3 separate regions of the Mus musculus genome follow, and all the other regions are linked to region 3. The links are chromatin contacts, called in public Hi-C and promoter capture Hi-C maps. All regions are on one chromosome and are shown on one strand. Each heading gives the region's core, a stretch centred on a gene start, on an enhancer-like site or on the middle of the called end of the contact. The rest is flanking DNA. Distances are from core to core; before and after follow the strand shown.

Region 1 (2,844 bases), core at 62-2,561, 480 kb after region 3:
TCACAATCCTAACCTCCCAGCCAGCCCCGTCTCCGCACCCAGCAATACCCACTTGCTGTGATTCTCATTCTTCATGCTGCTTCCTGTCCCGCCTACTTGCTATTCATCTCTTCTGTCCCAAGTGCCCTCATTCTTGTTTGTAAATCCAGCACAAACACTTATAAGACTTGTGTTCTTGGGTAAAACTGAAATTACTCAGTTTCTCAGTGTACTATTCTGCAAAATAGGAGTGAAAATTATTTCTTTTGCACAGCATTGCTGTACAGACTAAGTGAGGTAATAAACACTCAGCAAGACAGCCTAGCACATAGCATGCATATGTGTGTGTGTGTGTGTGTGTGTATGTATATGTATACATATATGTATATTGAGGTTCAGAAAGCTTAATGCCAATTCTTACCTATTGGCTTTACCCATTAACCCCTTCCTCGCTCCTCTGCTCTGTCCAAATCCTAACTCCTAGCAATTGTGAACAAGTCCTTTAAACTTTCCGAACTTCGATTTCCTCATTTGAAAATTGAAGGTGTTAATGGCATCAGTCAGAGTACTGACTGCATAGACCCCTTGCTGGTATTAAAGGGATCTTAGCACAGTGCTCTGTACTTCTGAGAGATTCAATAAATCCTTGCCAATGTTCCTAAGAACTGTCCTTTATGGTGGTGAGGAATGCAGGAGTCACTCTTTAACCCAAGTTAAGGGACATTCTTATCTCAAATACTTGTGAGGAGAGCATGGTTTCGAGTCTTCCTTACTGGTTTCAGTGTTGCAATTGAATCCTTGTCTTGAACTCTCCCTGCCCCTGCACTGGATACTGTTTTTTACTATTGTACTCAACACCTGCTACCTAGGTCCCCAGCATATCCTACACTCTGGAGACCATTTCTCTCCAATCTGTTCCTTTTCTACCTGTCTTACAAGCATGTTTTATACCTCAGTTAAGATATACTCATCTTTAAGATGCAGATTTTAATTCGTAGTCTCTTGAAGGATGTCCTCACATCCCTGTATGGAGATGGGTACTCTACCTGGTGATCACAGTGCCTATGATATGGTCATATAGCTCTTTGTTTATAGGTAAGTATCTCAAAAAAGATGTTGTTTTCTTAAAACTCACATCTGTGCAACTTTATCTCTGTATGTGTTGGACCTAGCTCACGGTTTACAACAGGATATGTATGCACAGTGTTTGAGCTAAACTGGGGAGACTCAGATATGCTTGAGCAAGTTCAAGGTTACTGTTAAAATACCAAGATATTAACAAATACACCCTTGAACAACATGGAAAACATCTGGACATTCTTTTACTGGTAGAAGAGATGGTTAATGTAACCCATGACTCCTGAAAAGAAAATGGCATCTAACAATAGTAGCCTTCCGAAGCTATTAGAAACTTGGAGAACACTGCCATCTTGTGGTAGAGTTCAGAAGTGCCGGAGAACGAAGCTCCATTTTGACATTGAACCATGAATGGTCAATTTCTCTAAAGAAGGCAAGTGTGTGATGTGCATTTCCACTTGATAGATCCTGTTAAATGAGAACAATAAAATGTTTGTCATTTGTTAGTCACTGTACCCTATTACTGTACCTAGTTGCTGGTTGGCAATGAAATGTTTTTTAAGAGAAGTCCAGATGGCCTACTTGACCCTGTTGTCACATTCACTGTCAGGCAATGTGCCCTATTTTTTCCAATGGTAAGTATGGTCTACACATGTCTGCTTTCAGCCATCATACAATACACTTGGACACAAGAATCCATTAAAAAAATAAGGCATCATAAAGTTTGACTCAATTCATGGACTAGCTGTGTGGTGTTAAATCAACATACTTGATTGTATCCCTGACAATTTTTAGTCATCCTGGAATTATTTATATGTTTTGTTGGAATCCTGAGAGATTTTCTTTGGGACATTTTACCTTATAATTATGCTGAGGTTCTTCTAATGTCACAAGGATTATGAAAGATGAATCTAACACGTTGTCTCCAGCCAACCATGAAGTGCATTTGGAACCAAATGGATTTGAGTTCTGATGGAGTTCTGATTTCTGTTCTATCCCTCACTAACTATGGAATTTTGAGTAAGCTTCTTACCCTCTCTTTGCTTCCTCATCTGTAAAGATAATCTTGAAAATCATACCATTCCATTCTGAGCGTGTGAGGATTAAAATATATACAGACATTCCTTCAATCAGCAAAAACCATGTAAGTAAATGATTACAGTTTTCACAAGCACTTCTCTGCTCCCCTTCACCTCCCTGAAATATAACAACAAAACTCAATGACAATACAGGGCATAAACCACACGGGGAACAGTATGCAGCATGAATCATCAATTTGGGGGGATCAAAACATAACATTTGAGAGTGAAAAGTCACATCCATTTTTGCCTAAAAGCGAAGAACACAAGATGGGGAGTAAGCAGAGAGGAGCCTCAAAACCTGTGGGTTTCATTGTACTTGAGTCTGGTAAGGCTTACAGGGGTACCAGCATTGGGAGAGAGCGAGGCAGTGGTGGGGAATATGGAGTTTAAATATTGACAAATGGAGAAGGGTTAGGAGTCATTGCCAGCTCACAGAGTGAGGGGCTGTCAGGTGTTAAGCCAAGTTTAAGGCTCCGGAAAGGCAGAAATAATGGAGACAGCTACAACCATAATCAAAAAATAGAAGGATGAGCAATGAAACAGGTGAGTAAGGTTGTATGTTATATTGTGTCTTCCATCCAATTGGCTTTCAGTTACACAGCCCTGGGTGCAAACTTCAATTCTGCTGCTGAGCGTAGGGTCTCGACACAGTGACTGTAAGACTAATAATCCTCTTACCTGTAAGACGACAGTTCTGACCTGCTGT
Region 2 (3,098 bases), core at 452-2,951, 410 kb before region 3:
TCTCCAATGTCCTGCCTCCCCACATTTGAAGCAGATTCCTTCTGTTTTCACTGCTGCTACAAATGCCTGAGCCATGGATGTAATCTGGTGTGACATGGTTCCTATATCTCAGGTTGCCACAATCCACCTATCATGATGTTCCTCCTGGAGACCCTGGCAAGCAAGTCTGGCTTCAGAAGTCATACCTATAAGAAGGAGGTCTCTGGCTGTGGGGTTGGGAATTTTTCTTTCTAGGCTCATTTTGGTTCCAAGAATAAAATCAGGTAGAGGTACTCCAGGCTTTTGTTGGAGAGACAGCAGGGAGGAGGCAGGGTCTTGTGACCCTGAGGGTGGAGTGAGCCTATCCCAAGCTTGGGTTGCACAGAGGTGAACCTGCTCATAGACCCTGCTAGCTGAGTTGCCTGCTATGCTCCAGTAGAAAAGTCTGCCTGGCCAAAGAGTTCATTAAAACCCCATGGGGTGTCGCCCCTGCCCTGGTTTTGCCTGACTTGTTGAAGGCATTCATCTCAAAATAAGGCTTCCCATTCCAAAACCTTTGGTCCGGGAAGGGCAGAACAACAAATATCTCTCCAATCTTGGGGAGTATTTAAGTTGGCAATATGGCTCTGTAGGAGAGATTTTTGTCCAGGGTGCATGGATGCCATCTTCTTTTACTGCCTGCCTGAGTTCTTTTTTAGTCTGAGGCTTGGAGTAGGTACCAATTAAGTGCTCTGTTTTGACTGGGGTTAATATTAACTGGGTATGCCTGAGCAGTTTGGGTTTTTAGTTTTGTATCAGACTCCTGAGTAGCATGGGGGGTGGTGGTAGATGATGGGGGTAAGGGACTATGGAGTTAGGTGGGACTTCATCTGTGAGTTTTGAAGGTATTTAGCTTTTATGGCTTAGAGAAGGGGGAAGGGAGATACCTCTCTCTGGTTGGATGGAGGGAGGTGAAGTAAGGGGAGAGGCAGGTGGGAGCTCCTTTGTTTTTTTAATGGAGTCTTGCCCTTGATTGAGGGGGGGGGGGTAGGAGGAGCAGACGGTTTATGTAGTGTTTCCTCCAAGGCATAAGGAGGCAAGGGTAGATAGATGGATTTCATTTCCCTTATTAGTTGGGGAAGGGCTGTGAGATCTGAAATAGAATGGGTTTTTTTTGGACCTTGATCTTTGGGTTCATCTGACTGAGGGGGCTGAGGAACTGTGTTGCTAACAGTCTGCCCTATTTTAGATGGCCCTATGCATTGCCGAATGCAGCTAAGATTGGCAAGAAATCACGGGAGGGTATTTTTCTTTCTCAGATATCTTTGTTTTTGGTGAGAGATGCTACTTGGATCCATGAGTCTGGGCTATAAATATTCTCATTGGCCATGCATGGCGTTATCTGAAGGACTTCCTCCCAAAACAAGGAGGCTTGTTTTGGAGCTATCTTTATTCCTCGATGTTTTAGTAGGGCACGTATTTCCCTGACCTGAGGTGATGTTTTATGTGACGGTGAGTTGCCCATTATAGAAAAGAGGAGAAGCGCTTGTCCAATGGAAAGGCTCCTTTGGCCTATTTGGCTTCCGGGGATTCCACAGAGGTCCAAAACTCTAAGCCTTCCTGCAGATTTAGGAACTGGCAGCTGCCCCGTGACTTTTAAGTGGCTGCCGCATTACCAGGTTTTCTTTTTGTTTTAAGGAGAAGTTAGATAGAGAGTCTTTGCCAATGCCTGTTTCAGGCTGTCGGGATTTTGAAAGAGGCCAGAGGGACCTTCAGCCAACACCAGAGAATGGCTCTAGCCAGAAGGCTTCAGTTGCCCCTTTAGTTTGTCTAAATCCACATGATTGCGCTGACTGAAAACACAGTAGGAAAAGACGGTTTGTTTCTAGAGGTGTTGGGGGTTCACCTTCCTGCAGTATTCGTTTGGTGCAGTCCTGTCTGTTCAAACCCCACCTCGTTTGCCAGATGTTGTGTTTGGACAAGGGCTGCTCTAGCAGTTCCTGTCGCACCCAGCGAGACAGCAAGACCTAGTCCAATGAGCAGAGGGATGAAGATCTCTCCCATCTGCAAGGGGAGTTCCTCAGGTTTGTAGAGATAAACCTGGGGGACAATTATCATGGGGGTTCAGGAGCCTTAAAAGGGGGGTGTTAATACAGGCACCAGAGGAAGGCAGGAGGGTTAACACATATGGATTTGGTGATAGTGATATCACAGACACAGGTAAGATGGGGTTTTGAGGAGGGTCCTACAAGGCAAGGTAAGTCAAAGAGAGGAATTTCCTGTGCTTTCCTCATGGGTAGGTTTCCATGGAGGTCATGAAGGGAAATGTTAATGGGAACAGCTGCTAATAATGGTCAGGAGAGAGAAGAACAGAAAAAGCATTGGAAGGAGTTGGAGTGGGTTGTTAAGGAAAGGAGGTCAGTTGCATATTGGATGTACTGTAGCCAGGAGAGGGTAGCTCACAGCTCCTTTTGAGAGTGATTTTCCTGTTGGATAATGTTAGCAAGAGTAAAGACTGATTTGGGGGCAGGAACAAGCTCACGGGAGATGTGCAGGTCAGCTACTGGGTATTTGGGTATTTGGCATAGCCACTGGGGTAAAGTTTTCCCATGACTCTGGTCTGCCAACAATCATCCCATGCATGGATCGTTGATGGAGAGCTGAAAATGAGTGTTAAGGTTGGTGAACATAGTGCCGTCACGATTGGTGGATTCCGTTCTGCAGCTCCAATATCTGCAACCTCCATATGTGGAGACCTCCTGGAGACATTCACCGTTTTTTTCCATAAGGAAAGCAGAGAAAAGGACTGGGGATAGTGGAGATGGAATCTAGGTGTAGTGGGATCTCAATCCTGGTCCACATCCTTCTTGTGGACAGTCCTGGGTCCCTATAACTTTGTTGTGTCCACCACCCCACATATGTCTTTAGATGAACTAAGTCTATGTGCTAGAGGAGGGACATTGAAGACAGCAGGAACTCGAAGTGCATGTGCTCTCTACCTCACATATGGCGTGGGGCTAATAGTAAAGCTAGGGTAATGCAAGCCATGTTACTGCTCTCCCATCTAAAGCGGCAAGCTGGTCCAACTGATTCCTAGGCTAAGATACCCAGAGCTCCTCAAAGTTACTTTCCTGGGGTAC
Region 3 (2,793 bases), core at 90-2,589:
AGGTTGCTTAAATGTGAAATCTACACAAAAGCGAACGCACGCTTGGTACATATTGACAGTGCCTCTTTGGGGACAACATTCTTTGAATGTGCTATACCAAGACACTGGAATGAAGAAGGAAGAGGGAAAAAAAAAAAAGGTCTCACTCTCAACTGTGAGGTGGTGCGCTAGCTTCACTAGAAATGCATTTTAATGGGTACGTTCAGATAAAAATAGGTAGTAAGGCAAAAGGTGTTTTAAGAAACCTCTCCCCTCCCCGAGGAACAGGGAAACCCGGAGGAAAAGATGGGCAACCTCCCTGGAGATCGAGAGCTAAGTTCCATCACTAGCAGAATAGAAGTTAGATCACTGCTATTTTTCACCCTGCAATGGGATAGTAGCTCTCCATGTGCAAGGTACGCGGGGCGGGAATACTGGCGGGGCTTTCACGTGGGGCAATGGCGAGTAAAGTGAGGAGAGGTCGGTACCGACAGTGATCCAGATCGCCCCAGACGCTGGTGGGGTGGAGGGTGAGGGGTAGAAAGGATCGAAGGGAAGGGGCAAAACTCCTGGAAGTTAGCGCAAAGAGGAAGCGGGAGCAGTCTGGAAGCCAGGGGGGCCATGGCTGGCAAAGCAGCCCCCTGCTCCGAGGGTAGGGTGCTCTCCTCGTGGAGCAGAGGAGCGCCGAGGGCCCCCCACGGGTCGGGCGACTCTGGGGACCCTAGAGGCAGGAGGGACAGAGGGGCACCCGCGAACAGGAGGCGGAGGACTTACACTTTGCCTCAACTCTGAGCCCCATCCCGAGCCCGGGGGAAGAGGGCGACGGGGAGCGCGGTACTCACTAGGGCTCGTTGGTGAAGCGGGGGGTCCGGGGCTGCTGGTATCCGTACAGGTGACAGTAGAGCACATCGAAGCAGAAGCAGCACATCTCCGCTGACACCACCATCTTCCGGGAGCCGGGGGATGAGGACGAGGAGGACGGCGAGGAGGCGGTGGCGGCGGCCGGAGTAGAAAGTAGGGTTCCCACTCCGCAGCTCAGAGGTGGAGACAGCGAGATGCCCCCGCCGCCGCTGCCGCTGCCGCCGCCGCCGCCGCCGCCGCCGCCGCCGCCGCAGCCCTGAGGGGGAGAGAGGGGACAGCCACCGCCGCCGCCGCTGCCGCCGCCGCCGCTCAGCCCGCCCAGTCCGTTGAGCCGCGTCCCGGCGCCTCCTAGTCCCAGCTCCCCGGCTCGGCACTGGCTCTCCCCGCTGCAGTGAGAGGAGGAGGAGGCGCCACCACCACCACCCGAGCCGGAGGGGGGCGAACTGGACAGTTTCTGCTTCTTCACCCCACAGCAACCCGCCGCCATCTTGGAACAGTCTCCCCCACGCAGCGCTTCCGACCCATAAGTGAGGCGAGCTGGCGGCGGGGGCGAGCACGCTGCGGCCCCGGCCGCCGGGGGCGCGCCGGGGGCTCGCGGTCTGCGCGCACACGCGGCTCGGCGGCCCGGGCTGCCCAGCCCCGCCAAGGCTCTCGGGCGTGCTCGCGCCCCCGCCTGCGGCGCGCGCCACGAGCTTTGGTGGCTTGGCGCCTACGGTGGGTCCCGCCCGACTCGCGCCTCCTGGGAGCCGGGTTCCTGGCGGAGGATGGAAGGCGGAAAAGCGAAGGGAAAGGCAAAAAAAAAAAAAAAAAAGAAAAAAGAGAGAGAGAGAGAACAAGACTTGGAGGAGTGGGAGGAAGAAGAGGAGATGGGCGAGCTCCAAGAAGAAGCAGGGGGACAGAAACTAGTGAAAGGGGGAAAGAAAGGAGAAAGTCTGAAATAAGCATCCAAGTTCCAAAGCGCACCTTGGTGATACCCCATTGCATGTAGTGTTAGTGACACTCGAGCCCAGTTAGGTGGAACCTGAGCCACCCGGCCTCAAATACACTGGTTCTGAACTGTTAAGAGTGTGAGCAAGCAGGTGCTCCTTGGAGCTCCACACCTGAGACAGCCACTGTAAAAGCCATCCGGGAAATGGCCACACGACAGTGTCTTTAACGCTAACCTAGCCAGACACCACAGTTTTTCTGAGATTTTGCTAAAAAAATGCAAAACTTTAATCTTTCTAATTGACAAATATTAAAGTCCAATTCAATGTGTATATCTTGTATATCCCTCCATCTTCTCCTCGTAGTCCAGAGAGACCATTAAAAAGCAAGAATACATATATAAATACGTGCCTCACAAACACCCCACAGAATCAAAGATGTTCCTTGTGTTTTCAGACTTACAGCCATGGGCTTTTCGGGTTTGGAACTCGAAAACAAAGAGATTCGAAAACAAAGAGATTCGAAATATAAGTGCAATGTCCAGACCTTGGAGATAAATATATAAGTCAGGTAGTGTCACTTTAGTTGCAAGTTAGAAGATTTTGTTCAGATGTATAATGAGACAATTCTTAATTCTCAGTTTTAAGAAATTGTCTCAAAACTCTTTGAATGAATGGGGAGGTGTATGATTGAGTCAGTCCTGTTTTGGGCACTTAAGAAGGGGCTGTAAAATGACAATAGCCAGCTGTAAAAATTCATTTAAAAATAAACCAAGTAGAAAATAACTGATCTCCATTGTGTCTACATGGTGTCAAAATACCCCCCCCCCCAAAGTCAGGAGTCTGTCTGTCTGCAAACAGTAGAGGGTGGATTTTGGCACCTTTGATCTAAGTGTGTGGGACCTTACAAACAGGTGAGAGCATTTTTATTAAACTCAAGCTGTAGAAAAGAGAGGCTTGTTCGCATACTAACTAACCATTGAGCCTCTGTTTACACCCTAGTGCACTTCTGGTAAAATCAGAGACA

The links. Promoter capture Hi-C pulls out the DNA fragments that hold promoters and counts their contacts. A called contact is a pair of places that touch in the nucleus more often than the background predicts.
Region 1: a promoter capture Hi-C map of the 3T3-L1 cell line shows a contact between it and region 3, with 6 times the contacts expected there. The contact joins the enhancer-like site here to the promoter of Ammecr1 in region 3. A contact is called at or near these places in 6 of 39 promoter capture datasets (the 3T3-L1 cell line, 3T3-L1-derived adipocytes, cranial neural crest and 2 more), 2 of 484 Hi-C or Micro-C datasets (the HPC-7 cell line and cortical neurons) and 2 of 115 datasets of contacts at active chromatin or transcription factors (astrocytes and embryonic limb bud).
Region 2: a Hi-C map of the G1E-ER4 cell line shows a contact between it and region 3, with 3 times the contacts expected there. The contact joins the enhancer-like site here to the promoter of Ammecr1 in region 3. A contact is called at or near these places in 6 of 39 promoter capture datasets (the 3T3-L1 cell line, 3T3-L1-derived adipocytes, the C10 cell line and 2 more), 2 of 484 Hi-C or Micro-C datasets (the G1E-ER4 cell line and cumulus cells) and 2 of 115 datasets of contacts at active chromatin or transcription factors (large pre-B cells and pro-B cells).

What each region holds. Positions count from the first base shown.
Region 1 is chrX:143,443,395-143,446,238 of GRCm38.p6, forward strand. No RefSeq gene overlaps it. Among named protein-coding and RNA genes, the nearest start is that of Gm23325, 31 kb to the left of the region's middle. Within about 2 kb of position 1,312, at least 7 of the 459 cell types and tissues checked have an H3K27ac peak or open chromatin away from gene starts, as enhancers often do.
Region 2 is chrX:142,559,975-142,563,072 of GRCm38.p6, forward strand. No RefSeq gene overlaps it. Among named protein-coding and RNA genes, the nearest start is that of Gm25915, 76 kb to the left of the region's middle. Within about 2 kb of position 1,702, at least 1 of the 459 cell types and tissues checked has an H3K27ac peak or open chromatin away from gene starts, as enhancers often do. A contact at or near this core is called in the G1E-ER4 cell line, where this site is marked.
Region 3 is chrX:142,965,387-142,968,179 of GRCm38.p6, forward strand. It overlaps Ammecr1 (Alport syndrome, mental retardation, midface hypoplasia and elliptocytosis chromosomal region gene 1), which reads right to left and starts at 1,340. Exons shown (of 6, transcript NM_019496.4): 1 at 822-1,340. The coding sequence starts at 1,327.